Regions from separate parts of the Mus musculus genome. Here regions 1 and 3 are each linked to region 2. The links are chromatin contacts, called in public HiChIP or PLAC-seq maps. All regions are on one chromosome and are shown on one strand. Each heading gives the region's core, a stretch centred on a gene start, on an enhancer-like site or on the middle of the called end of the contact. The rest is flanking DNA. Distances are from core to core; before and after follow the strand shown. Region 1 holds the start of Morrbid (myeloid RNA regulator of BCL2L11 induced cell death). Region 2 holds the start of Nphp1 (nephronophthisis 1 (juvenile) homolog (human)). Region 3 overlaps Morrbid (myeloid RNA regulator of BCL2L11 induced cell death).

Region 1 (4,188 bases), core at 1,638-4,137, 640 kb after region 2:
CAGTATCTCCTGGCAACTGGTATATACCCCAAGGTCTTCCCAAGGTTCACAGTCATAAGAGTCTCACTCTTCCTCCACAGTGAGGAAGGCAGGACACCAGGCAGGACCTTCAAGCTCTCACAGCACTTCCACCAGAAGCAGACAGAGTTTGTGCTGTGGAGACCTCTGCACAAAATGTCTCAGGGCAGATATCCCATGATGATGAAGACAAGAGGAGACAGGGCCACAAGTCCCAGGTTAGTCCCAGGTTGAGCCTACCATGACAGCAGGATTCTGGGCAACTTCCACTGTCATCAAGTCTGAAGCACTTTCTGTTTGTCACAGTGCTAGGTTACAAAGGTAACCGTGTACATCTTTCCCTGGGTCCTGGTAGTCTGAACTCAGGTCCTGCTGCTTGCACGTCACGCTCTTTACTTACCATGGAGCCACCCCCTCAATGCACAAACTGTGGTTTCGGGCACCCGTTTTCACACTTGTCCTTAGTCTTTTTCCTGCCTTGTTCAATAACTCTCTTCTAATTACTTAAGAGACCCGTCAGTCCATCCCTGCTATTTCTTATGGTAAGAGGCCATTGGCTGTCAGAATCCACATGACTGCCTGACCTCTATATGACGGATCAAAATCAATGCCTAAAACAAAACACAACACCACCAAGCCATAATCCAGCAATCCTCACATGAGGTTTGAAGACACAAAACCCAGCGATAGGCTCACTGCTGTGACCTGCATATATGTGACGACATGGGAACCCATGTAAGTGTGCTCAGCCCACAGACATACTGTGCCACAATTCTTGATCCCATGACGTGGCATTTCTCTGGTTACTTGGACAGCTTACTTACCAAGAGCACCAAACCAACTAGGAATGATGGGCTCTCTCTATTGGCTACCTCTGGCTTGTCAATCACTTTCTGTAAAAGTCCTGTGGCCAACTACAAACATGCAAACTATGTGCCTTCAGAGGACTGGAAACTAAGTGGACCAGGGAGAGGTAAGATACTGGAGTCCTGCCTCCATCCAGGCCCTTTCCTGAATTCCTGGCAGGTGCTAACTCCTTGGGCCCCTTGCGCGGGGGTAGATGAACAATGATCTAGAAGTCCAAGGTCTCCAGAAGTGGGTCAGCAGGACCTGGGGCCCACTGGCCTCCCTTCTAATCCAATCTTAATCTTGCTATCCAAGTTTTGTGGCTTCAGGGTGTGGCCCCAGAGAGCTGGGACCCACCCACAGTTATCTAAACACAGATAAACAATCTTCAGGCAGAGCCACAGAACTAGCCAGGAAAAGATTCAAACCCTGTGTTGACCTGTGAAGCCTTTGGCGACTCCTTGGGTTCCGTGTATAGAACTGCTCTAGGATAGGAATTCTTCTCAAAGGTATTTGGAGGCTTTCTTTCTCTGAAGCTTGCACTCTGATTTATTTAAGCCAAGTTAGTGCCTGCCTCTTGTGGAAGCCAGCTTCAAAATTCATGTCTCACCCGATTCTCCCAATCATAAGGGTGTGAACTATTTCAAAGGGTGGGGTGCGACTGCGGCTCTAGACTACCCTGGTCCTTCCTGCACCCCAGAGTTCGTTTAACAAACTCTGTGCTCGGTCAGGGGCAGGACCCAAAATGATTGTCATCAGCCCAGGCATGCTGAAGAAGCCGAACACAGTATTCCTGACAAGGAGACAGCCAAGAGACCTCTCAGGTACATTCCAGGAGAAAGCTGAACGTGTGTGACTATCCTCTTCACAGAGGGCCAGGCAATGCTGATATCATGCAAAGACCCGAGCCGGCAAACTCCTGTTACGCTCAGAGTGAATGGAGCTGCTCTCAGGGCTCATTCAGTTAGGTTGCTGACTCATTCTTAACCCGGGAAGCCCCACACGCCCCAGTGAGTTGCTCAGAACAGGCTCCTGTCTTCCCTGCAGCCTGCTATGCAGCTTTTTAAGCAAATGACCGCTTTTTAGATTTGCTTTAAAAGTGGCACAGCAGTTACTGTAACTGTTTATTTGACAGTAAAGATGTTTGTAAGAATAGCAGTAACTCAGCCCACTCCCTTCCCCCATCTTCCACCATGCCCTTCCTGGTCCCTAGCCTGTGGCTTTTCTTTCTGCTTTTGAACACATTTTCCACCTGGAGCGTTAAAGGGAAGCACGGGATGTAGCGTGTTCAGAGAAAAGACAAAATTCTGCCTCGCTGCCATACTTCTTGCCCTGAAGCTGGACAGCTCAGGCCTGGCTGCCTGAGTCAGAGACCAGAAGCTGCCCCCGGGGTTGGCTCTTCCTTCTGCTTCTTAGGAGCGGAAACTAGTTCAACCTCAGTGCCCAGTTAACACAAACTCACCCACCTCCGTCTCTGACCTTCACTTTAGCTTCTAGCTAGGAATCCGTGGTGGCTTCCTTCCCAGGCAAGCCTCACGCTCTCCTCTGAGACAGCATAACACACAGCCACCATCCACAAGGCACAGCTCAGAAACTTCCTCCAAGAGTCCCGCAACAGACACAACAGGTGGGCTGGAGGCAGAGGGAGCCACTTTTCTGACCTCACAAAACCTTCAAAGTCTGGGAGAAGCAGTGTCTACCCCAGAACACAGCAGCTGTCACAGCTCAGAGGTGCACGGAAAACATCTTTGACTGAGAGTACTCACCAGGGAGAAGCTGATAGACGGGTCCGCCTGCCTTCCCAGCCACTGTGCTGTGAAGATCCCAAGATATGCGCAGCTTGCCTGGAAAGTCACTTTGAAACTTAGAAAGCAGACACTGCAAAGTCACCCAGTCCCCTCATTCTCAGAGATGTCCACATGATTAGGAAAAAAAAAAAAAAAGACAAGAAAAGAAAAAAAAAAACTGCAAAGCAGACACCTCAGTCTTCATTGTCACTGGAACCAGATGACTCGTGCTGACTCAGAGCCACCACTTCCTCTCCCGACATTCTCTTCATACTTTGTGAGCCCGCCTGGTCTGGTTCCCAGGGTCTCTACCACCCTTCCGGAAAGAGCAGCTTCCCAGACCTTGGGTGTGGAAGCCCCAGGCTTGTAGCCAGTGATCACCCTCATCAGGGAGGAGACGCTTTGGTTAGGAGACTTGGGGGTAACTGAAAATAAAAGGCAGAGATCTCACATGCACACGGGTGCTGTAACACGCTGGCCGTCCACAGAAGAGGGAAGAACCCATTTTTGCTATTTCCTTAAGGCATCTGAGTTTGCTTGGCCCTGATATCCCCTATTTCAGTCCATGATTTTTTTTTTTCTGCACAGAGTTTTGATCTAAAATCATTATATCTATTCTGAGCTGGCTGTTAGCATGTGTGACTTAGTCTTGCTAGGCTAAATCACATGAATAAAAGAACCAAGGAGTAAAAAACAAAGTTATGGTTCTCTAACTTTGAAAGAATCCTGAACGTTTCCATGCAAGAACCAAGAGCCCGCCTCTATGTCTGAGTTTTCTTTTGAATGATGCAGAGGGCGGGGCTGTCTTCCGCAGCTTCAAGCTTTTTTGAACTATGAGAAGTACTCCAGAGAAAGCGGAACCCATGTACCACTGAGCAGCCTCTGGTGAGGCCAGGTAGGGTTGCTGTGATTGTTGATATCTTTGCCCACCCCTCCCTGCCCCCAAAAGTCAGCACTGTCCAAAAAAAAAAAAAAAAAAAAAAAAAAAAAGCAGAGGTTTCACTTTTGAAACGTACATTTCAGTATATCAGAGAATCTTAACACAGCATACGTAAGAGCAGATATGTGTGCCAGAGAGTCTCTTAAACAGGTTAGGGAAAAGCTAACAGTATAGGCAGGGAGGAGAGAGAATTTGGGGGTACAGGGGCAAGGGAAGAAACTCATCCATTCATAGGTCAAGACCCCTCTGAGGGTCAAATGACCCTTTCCCAGGGGACAACCAAGACCATTGGAAATCACAGATATTTATATTATAATTCATAACAGTAGCAAAACTCCAGTTATGAAGTAGCAATGGAAATAATCTCCAGTTGGGGCTCCCCACAACATGAGGAGCTTATTAAAGGAGTAGCAGGGCTAGGAAGGTTGAGAATGTTCAGTCCTAAGGAGACGGAGGATTTGGCCTTGGCAACAGCTTGCAAGTACATTGTCCTCTAAAGCCTCCAAACACCAGTCCAGCTCCTCCAGGACATCGTGTTGTTTGAGCAGGCTATCTAGCACAGTCTGCCCAGACTTCCGAGAACAGCAAAATATATGA
Region 2 (3,776 bases), core at 615-3,114:
GCCAAAAAGGGGGAGTGGGTGGGTAGGGGAGTGGGGGTGGGTGGGTATGGGGAACTTTTGGTATAGCATTGGAAATGTAAATGAGCTAAATACCTAATAAAAAATGGAAAAAAAAAAGAATTTCAGAAAAACAAATGAACAATCCAGTAACGGCTATTTGTTACCTCTTTTTTTTTGAGATTATAATTACATAATTTTCCCTGTGGCTATGCTTAAGAGTAATAGGAATTCAGTGTCTTGAGAAAAAAAAAACACATAAAGGCAAACAAGAATCATTTGCAGTTTGCTGTACACTCTAGCCCGCCCTGATTTCCCCCTACATCTTTTTATATACACGATGTAAAACAAATATTATTGAAATAGTATGTATTGCACTTTGCATTCTTTTATATGTATATGAATACTTTGCTTGCCTGCATGTCTGTGCATCACATGCTGGCCTGGTGCCTGGAGGCCAGAATCAGGCATCAGGGCCCCAGGAGTTAGACAACTATGAGCCACCATGTGGGTGCTGGGAACTGTACTAGTGACCTCTGGAAGAGAAGCCAGTGCTCTCAACCACGGAGCCACGTCCTTACACGCCTTTTCTAACTTGATGTCTTACCACAATTCTTTACCCCCTAACACCAAAAGCTCTAGCAAAAATCTCTTCATAGTACCATCAGATCCCAACAGATGATACTGGTAGGTAAGGAATTACAAATGACATCACCTAGGAAAACCACCTCCCTGTCTTGGTAGCTGTGTCTCCTGACAGTCCTTTGTGGTTAAACACTCTTGAAGCTGAAGTTACATTGTTCCTGTTAGAACTAAGGAGGCAAGAACACTCAGTTGTCACACTTGTATAAAAGGGCTGCATCCTCAAAAGACTCCACTTCATTATATTGCTTACGTTGTAATTTTGACATTTGCTGTCCCCATACATGGGTACTTCAAGATCACCAACAGAGGGATACACACTCATGTCAATATCGATTAAAACTTGTTTAAAATGTACATTGGGAGACCTCCCAGGCTCCTCCGGCTCCTGCAGCCCACTCCTGTCTCTCTGGAGGGTACGCTTTGCTTTGCTATATAAACTTCTGTTTTAAGTTTTGTATCCTGCCACTAAGACTCTTTCCTCAAGACAAGAACTGAGGAGCCCTATGGAACAATAATAAATTTATGGTTAGTTTATCCACCCTCTAATATTGATCACTTATTCATATCCAGTTTCTTTTATTATAATAAGCATCTCTGCCCAAATTGAAAATTATTACAAGTGGTAGATTCCTGGAAATGTATCAACCAGCCTAGGAGGATCAATGTTTGCTATATCTTGTCAAACTGCTGTCCAGAAATGCTGTAGCTCATACACTATAGCTTATACATCGCCTGTTTCATCACGTCTTCCATGCACTGTGCGTTGTGACTTACAATCTTTGTGATCTTTTGTGTTTGATCATCTTTGAAATTAACTTTTCTGAAATTACTAATCTGTCCTTGGTTAGTTTATTAAGACTATACGTTGACACCTGTTACACTTTGAGAAAGTGATGAATTTCAAAGGAGAGGGGCGCTGGGCTGGGTGGGTCTGGCTAGTTTAGACAAGGGCCTGAGGGATGAGGAGTGTTGAGGGTTGGTGAGTCGTTAGACCGAATTCTTAGTTGACCCGCAAGGCTTTCTGGAGGTTTTATCTACGGCGGGGGCCCCGGGTTAGAACCCGGCGCTTGGCTCCCGGTGAGGAGCTGGGATGTGGGACCCTCTACCCCGGACCTACCTGCAGCTTCAGCTCCTGCCCGCGGCGCCTCAGCGCCTGCAGCGGGTCCCGCGGCCGCCGGGCGAGCATCGGCCTAGCCGCCGCCGGCGGGACCGCGCCGGTTGTCAGGGAAACCAAAGCTAGGGCTCAGCAAGATGACGCTATCAGCGGGCGCCACAACCCCGTGCCACAGGTTGCACTAAACGGTCGGTTTAGGCTTTGCAAAAAAAAAAAAAAAAAAAAAAAAAAGTCCTTTCCTTTCCTCTGGATTCCTAGGGATAGTAGTAGAGGTCCCCGGGAGTCCCTGACTGCAGGTCTCATAACTATCACGACCTCACACCGTGCGGTGCTCTGTTCTACACAGCTTTCTGAAGCCGGGTCTGCGAAACTAATCTTCAAAAATAGTTCTAGTATGGAAAACCTTAGCTATGAGAGCTTTCCCTTGGCATTTGTGGGACTCGATTTCGCTGCACGTTCACTCTGAAGGTGGTTTTATTGTTAGTCTCATGGTGTAGCCCTGAATTCACAGAAATCCGCGGGCCTCTCTGCCTCCCTAGTACTGGGCTTAAACGTATGTGCTATCACACTTGGCCCAGAGACGGTTTTAAAATCTTGCCATTTGGGGGTATTGCTGAAGTGTCTCTCGAAAATTTTCATGTGGTAAATCCTCAATTCTTTGGGGGTGCTGATTCTGCCATGTGGGACAAGCCTGCGGGCAAATAGATTTCTCAAGAGCCCCAGTTTTCTTTTCACTCTCAGGAGACAGCCCTCTAAATCCAATACCCAAACTCGACAGCAACCTTGGATTTAAGAATGGTGATGGTCCAAGCTCACCACTGGATAGAGCTGGTATACTATTGCCAAGGTATCTATTATTGTGACTCCTGACTCCCAATTTCAATGGGCAAAGTACCGTGTCCATGGAAGACTTTTCTGGTGGGGGGATGGGGGGGGAGGAGAGTATTTGGTTTCGGACGGGGAAACCAGGGACCACGAAACCCCTGCCTTGTTCTCCAAGAACACTGGTCACTGAACTTACTTCAGGGAAACCTGGGAAGGAACTGAAGTGCGTATTTTACATATCAAAGCAGACCGGGTCTCCAGATTCTTCCAGCATCCCTCAGCCCTTATCGAACATACCCTGACCCTTAAACTTTACAGCCCAGGTGCTGGTCTGACCTTCCCCCCTGAGGCTCTTCCCTAAGTAATCCAGAGGTTTTGGTCTCTCCCTCTACCGGCAACCTTTCTCTTTCTCTTTCCCCTCCCCAACTTCTCTCTTCCTACTGTCATTTCTCTGGCCTTGGTCCTTTGGGTCATTGAACTCACTAATCTGGCTTGAATTGGCTCATTTCACCGGTGGAGAAATAACTTATCAGAGGGAACTTCATATAGTTAAGTAGGAGGGTAGAAGGAAAAGAAATGTCCAGGGGAATGGTCCACTACAAAGCTAGGGACACACAGGACATACAAACAGGTAGTAGTAGTAGAGAGCAAGGGCATAGGGCACCTACATGTTTAGAGCAGGATGCTAGAAGTGACTTAGAAAAGGATGAACATAGCCGGATGCTGCACTTAAGCAATGAGACGAGGGCTGCTGACATGGCTCCGTTTTTAAGATTATTGACTGCTCTTGCTCAGGACCTAGGTCCAGTTCCCAGGAACCAGCTTGTAATTGCCTTATAACTCCAGTTCTAGGGGATGTGACACTTTTCTCTGGCCTCTGCAAGTACCAAGTAGGCATCTATGTGGTACACAGACATGCATGCAGACAAAACACAAAACATTCAAACTCATAAAAAAAAATCATAAAACAAACGAAAACCTAAAACAGCACAAATACCTGGTCTTCCAGGAACAGCCCAGAGGCGGAGCTAGTCCAGCCACAAGTCAATTTAACCCCAAGTTTTCAGTTTAGGACAAAATGTACTTCAAAAAACCTATCCCAACTAAGCCTCAATAAATGATGTTGACAACAGAGCTGACCCTGCTCTGGGGCTGGAGATGGATCACCTGGGAAAATGCCTACTGCACATGCATG
Region 3 (3,889 bases), core at 1,013-3,512, 620 kb after region 2:
ACCCAGGAAACTGCAACTCTTGCTTCTGAGCCAGAGTCCAGCTGCATCCACACGGCCACACGCTCTGTAGTTATTCCGTTATCTTGCCATTAAGGAAAACCCACATGAATTCCACTGTGGCCATGAACAAGTTTAAGGTTACCAACGTCATCACCAGAGGCTCCGGACTGAAAGCTTTCATCAAAGAGGCCATGCTCTTCTAAGCCAGCGTGGTGTTCCCAATGTCTGACAAGTCAACGGATTTCAGAATGTTCAGAGAGAATTCGAAAAGGAGCTGAGACCTCCCACACACACGTGAAAACTCCAGTAGAGAGGTCATCCCCTCTTTCTACCAACAAGGACATGAACCCACAGCAAGCTAAAGACAGAGCGAAGGAAGTATAGATATAAAAGGCTTCCACTCTTCCACACCTATCAGGGGGATGGGTTCCATAGTGGAAAACCCTGTCCTCAGGGCAAATCAGTCCAGTAGCAAAAACACGCTGGCTTCATTTATATTACAAGAACTCACTTTGCCACCTGGAGACGTTATTCAGCAACGGTAACAGGATCTGTAAAACTGTCGGACTTTCACATTACTTCTGAGTGAAGATACCTTATCAGACACCAAGTAGGTAGAAAAGCCATTTATCGCACGGGAGAGCTGGATGTCCCCTCTTAATCTGTGGGCTTCAGCCACGGGGATTGGGAAGACTCCAGTTGACTGAAAAATGACTGGAGGAGAGAAGCCTTGCCTCACAGTGTCAAAAATAACTCAGCTGGGAGAGCATTCCACTGAAGATCAAAATGATTTGGCTCTCCTGGCAAAGGCTCACCCTGCCACACGCTGGGCCCCACCAATAGATTGCAATCTGAATCAGAAAAAAAGGACACCCCCCCCCCCCCATGCTTGTTCACAGAGCTCAGCAGCGGGCCTGTGGCCAGTAGGAGCACCAGGTGTTTTATCTGGTTTCGCACTGGTGCCCTGAGTCCCTGGGCCTCACCATCCCTAGGCCTCTGTAGGAGCCTAGAGGGGGCCTGGCTGCTGGGGTGGGGGGTGGGGGCAGCTGTGAGGAGAAACAAGGCCCCACCCACACAGGCTATGGTTTCAGTTTCACCCAGCCTCAAACACCATTATGCAAATGAGTCGGGCACCCCAGCTCACCTCCTCCTTCTCATCCTCACTCTTCATCCCAAAGTTGAGGAGGGAATGTGCCGGGGAGGCAGTATTTGCATCATATTTACTTTCAAATGCCCAGGTGCCATTGGCAGCAGATTCTCCTTTCAGAAGGGCAATCACGAATATAAAGTGGAGAATTAGTCCAAGTGTCAAGAGTGAAGCCCTGCGGCTAATGCCAAGCTTCTCACATAAATGGAGTGTCAACGACGTGCCTGGGCTGGGAAGGAGTGGGGCAGAAGGAAGAGGATACCCTCCATTTCAGAGGCTTATTGGCACTAGTCCAAGGGGAGCTGGGGCCCCCAAGAGTGGACAGACAGCCACAGGCTCTGCAGATCTGCACTGCAAATCTCCAGTCCCGTGGGCTTTGGGAAAACAATTCCTTGCTTCACATTCAAGGCACGTTCTAAAAGTAGGGAGGGCAATCATTTTGTCCGCATCACACACCTGCAGTTAATGCAAGTGATCCGAGGTGATATCCACTCAGACAAAAAACAAAATCTGCAGCCCAGAGTAGTGTTTGTAAGATTTGATTGAGGGCATGGAGGTGCAGAAGCGGGCTTTCCTGCATGACTGTGTCAAATGCTGGCTTGGGATTTTTCTTTCGAGAGTTTAGGACCAGAATAATTAGATTGTCAGCTCACACGACCTTGTGTGCCTGGCTACGAGATGCCCTAGGTTTCCCCTAGTGCTTCTCACGTCATTTTCTGGATAACAAACCTCTGTTCCCGTCAGGAACACTCTTCCTCAGCCCCTCTTACTACTCGGTTTCATTTTCAAGTGTTGGGTGTAACTCACAGCTGCAGGAGAGAAAGATGGCTCTCTCTGACTTAGCCTGAGTGCAAAGAAATTCCAGTCAGGTGGGCACATTTGAAAAGACAAAAACCTACAGAGACTCTTGACCAGCTCAGAAAGAGAGGGCTTATGCACGGGAGTGAGGTTTGTCTCTGTTAAGGATGCTGGAACCAATGCTTTGCAGAGGTCAGGCAACTTTGCCCTCAGAGATGGTTTACGATCTTCATACATGATTAGGTCCACAGGGCAAGCAGAACCACCAGGTGCTCTCAGTCTGCCCATACTCTGAGCCCTTAGAGTCTCAAATGGTTTCCTTTTCCTGATGTGTGCAAGGAGGCCTGTAGCTGCCAGGCCCCTCCTGCCTGTGTGGACAGACTGGCCTGGTAAGAGCTGGGGAGTGCAGTTTGGCTTTCACAGAGGTCCCACCGGACACCTTCTCACCACCTTTGGGTGGCACAGTCACTTTCTCTGACTTCCCGTGGCACACTGAGGATCCCTGGATCAGCCACAGCACATACTTAGTGTGTTCACAATATTCTTAGACGCAGCACCTCTTTCGGTCATCACAAATAAATGTCACAATCTAGGACATCTATAAAAACGGCCCCCTGCTTTATGCCAAGGCTCATAACTGATTAAGTGACTGTCAACAGCTTAGCCCTAAATGGAGCATAAGTGTTACCCTCTTCGAGGTCTGGGGAACACTGGAGAAGAAAGGGCAGGAAGAATGTAAGAGGCAGTCAATGAGGAGGGCTCCGTGAAACACTGTCTCTTCAACAAGATGTGGTCACTGCATTCATGAACTCTCCGCAACTCGGGTTACCTGAATAAGGCTGGGTACCCAACATTTCCTCACAGATAGGATGGTCATCTCAAGCCCTACTCATTCTTCTGGGGCTGTTGGTGATTAACGGTTTTTCTGTTTTTTTTGTTTTGTTTTGTTTTGTTTTGTTTTGTTTTGTTTTGTTTTAGTGCTGTGGCCACTAAGTTGTGATGCTCTAAGTCCCCCGTCTGTGCTCAAGCAAGCAACCTCCCCTAAACTCAGTGGTCCAAAACACTGCCCTCAAATGAATCTCTAGGAACTTAAATGTGTTTACACATGTGTATAAGTATATTTACCTGTATGTTAAATTTTATGTAAATAAATGTTGTTTCTTCAAGCCGCCAATCTTAGGATGCTATCAACTCCAGGGGTTTTAAACATTAGAGAATAAAATCAGTGAAGAGATGCTGAGAGAAACAACAAAATCTAGGATGACACAGTCTAGTGGAGAAAGTGTCCCCTGCCTGTGGGGACCAAAGCCATCCATCCTGAGTGGATGATTGGTATGAGTTTTTAAATGGAAGTTGGTAGAACATGCTCAGGAAAATGCACTTCTACATAAGCTAGAGAAAAGTAAAAGAACTTAGTTGCAAAGGGAAATAGGCCACCTCTGCTCTTGTTTTATACCCATGCATATTCTGTCTGTCACAGAGAACAGTGTTAATTCTGGGAAGACGACCACATTTGTCAGGCTTCTCCAGAGAGACAGGACCCACAGGAGATATACATGCATATGTGTGCATGAGAGAGAGATAGACAAACAGACACAGACAGTGATTTAGATTTAAAGGGCTGGTTTGCACAGTGGTGCGGATTCAAGCCCACATGAGAGAGCAGGTTACAGAGCAGGCTACAGAGCAGGTTACAGAGCAGGCTACAGAGCAGGCTACAGAGCAGGCTACAGAGCAGGCTACAGAGCAGGCTACAGAGCCATAGGAGTTGGTAATGCAGGAGCCACTCTTCCTGCGGTGTTGCATTAAATGCTGAGAATTCCCAGTCCTTTGGGGTTTAGGAAAACACAGTGGTGGGACATTGAGACTCTGGGGCATTTTTTTCTTGGAGGTTAGTCTTTCTACTGAAGGCCCCTAACTGATTGATCAAGGCCCATTGATATA

What was found. HiChIP or PLAC-seq counts read pairs in DNA pulled down with a chosen protein or histone mark.
Region 1: an H3K27ac HiChIP or PLAC-seq map of extraembryonic endoderm stem cells shows a contact between it and region 2, with 4 times the contacts expected there. The contact joins the promoter of Morrbid here to the promoter of Nphp1 in region 2. A contact is called at or near these places in 9 of 39 promoter capture datasets (the 3T3-L1 cell line, the C10 cell line, cranial neural crest and 5 more), 4 of 115 datasets of contacts at active chromatin or transcription factors (bone marrow-derived macrophages, extraembryonic endoderm stem cells, large pre-B cells and 1 more) and 3 of 9 other capture datasets (adipose tissue, embryonic stem cells and liver).
Region 3: an H3K27ac HiChIP or PLAC-seq map of large pre-B cells shows a contact between it and region 2, with 11 times the contacts expected there. The contact joins the enhancer-like site here to the promoter of Nphp1 in region 2. A contact is called at or near these places in 4 of 39 promoter capture datasets (the C10 cell line, cranial neural crest, embryonic stem cells and 1 more), 1 of 484 Hi-C or Micro-C datasets (cortical neurons), 3 of 115 datasets of contacts at active chromatin or transcription factors (bone marrow-derived macrophages, large pre-B cells and stem cell-derived neural progenitor cells) and 2 of 9 other capture datasets (adipose tissue and liver).

What each region holds. Positions count from the first base shown.
Region 1 is chr2:128,426,464-128,430,651 of GRCm38.p6, forward strand. It overlaps Morrbid (myeloid RNA regulator of BCL2L11 induced cell death), which reads right to left and starts at 2,888. Exons shown (of 3, transcript NR_028589.1): 1 at 2,631-2,888.
Region 2 is chr2:127,787,027-127,790,802 of GRCm38.p6, forward strand. It overlaps Nphp1 (nephronophthisis 1 (juvenile) homolog (human)), which reads right to left and starts at 1,865. Exons shown (of 20, transcript NM_016902.4): 1 at 1,760-1,865. The coding sequence starts at 1,828.
Region 3 is chr2:128,402,314-128,406,202 of GRCm38.p6, forward strand. All of the region lies in intron 1 of Morrbid (myeloid RNA regulator of BCL2L11 induced cell death), which reads right to left. Among named protein-coding and RNA genes, the nearest start is that of Gm14010, 18 kb to the right of the region's middle. Within about 2 kb of position 2,263, at least 25 of the 459 cell types and tissues checked have an H3K27ac peak or open chromatin away from gene starts, as enhancers often do.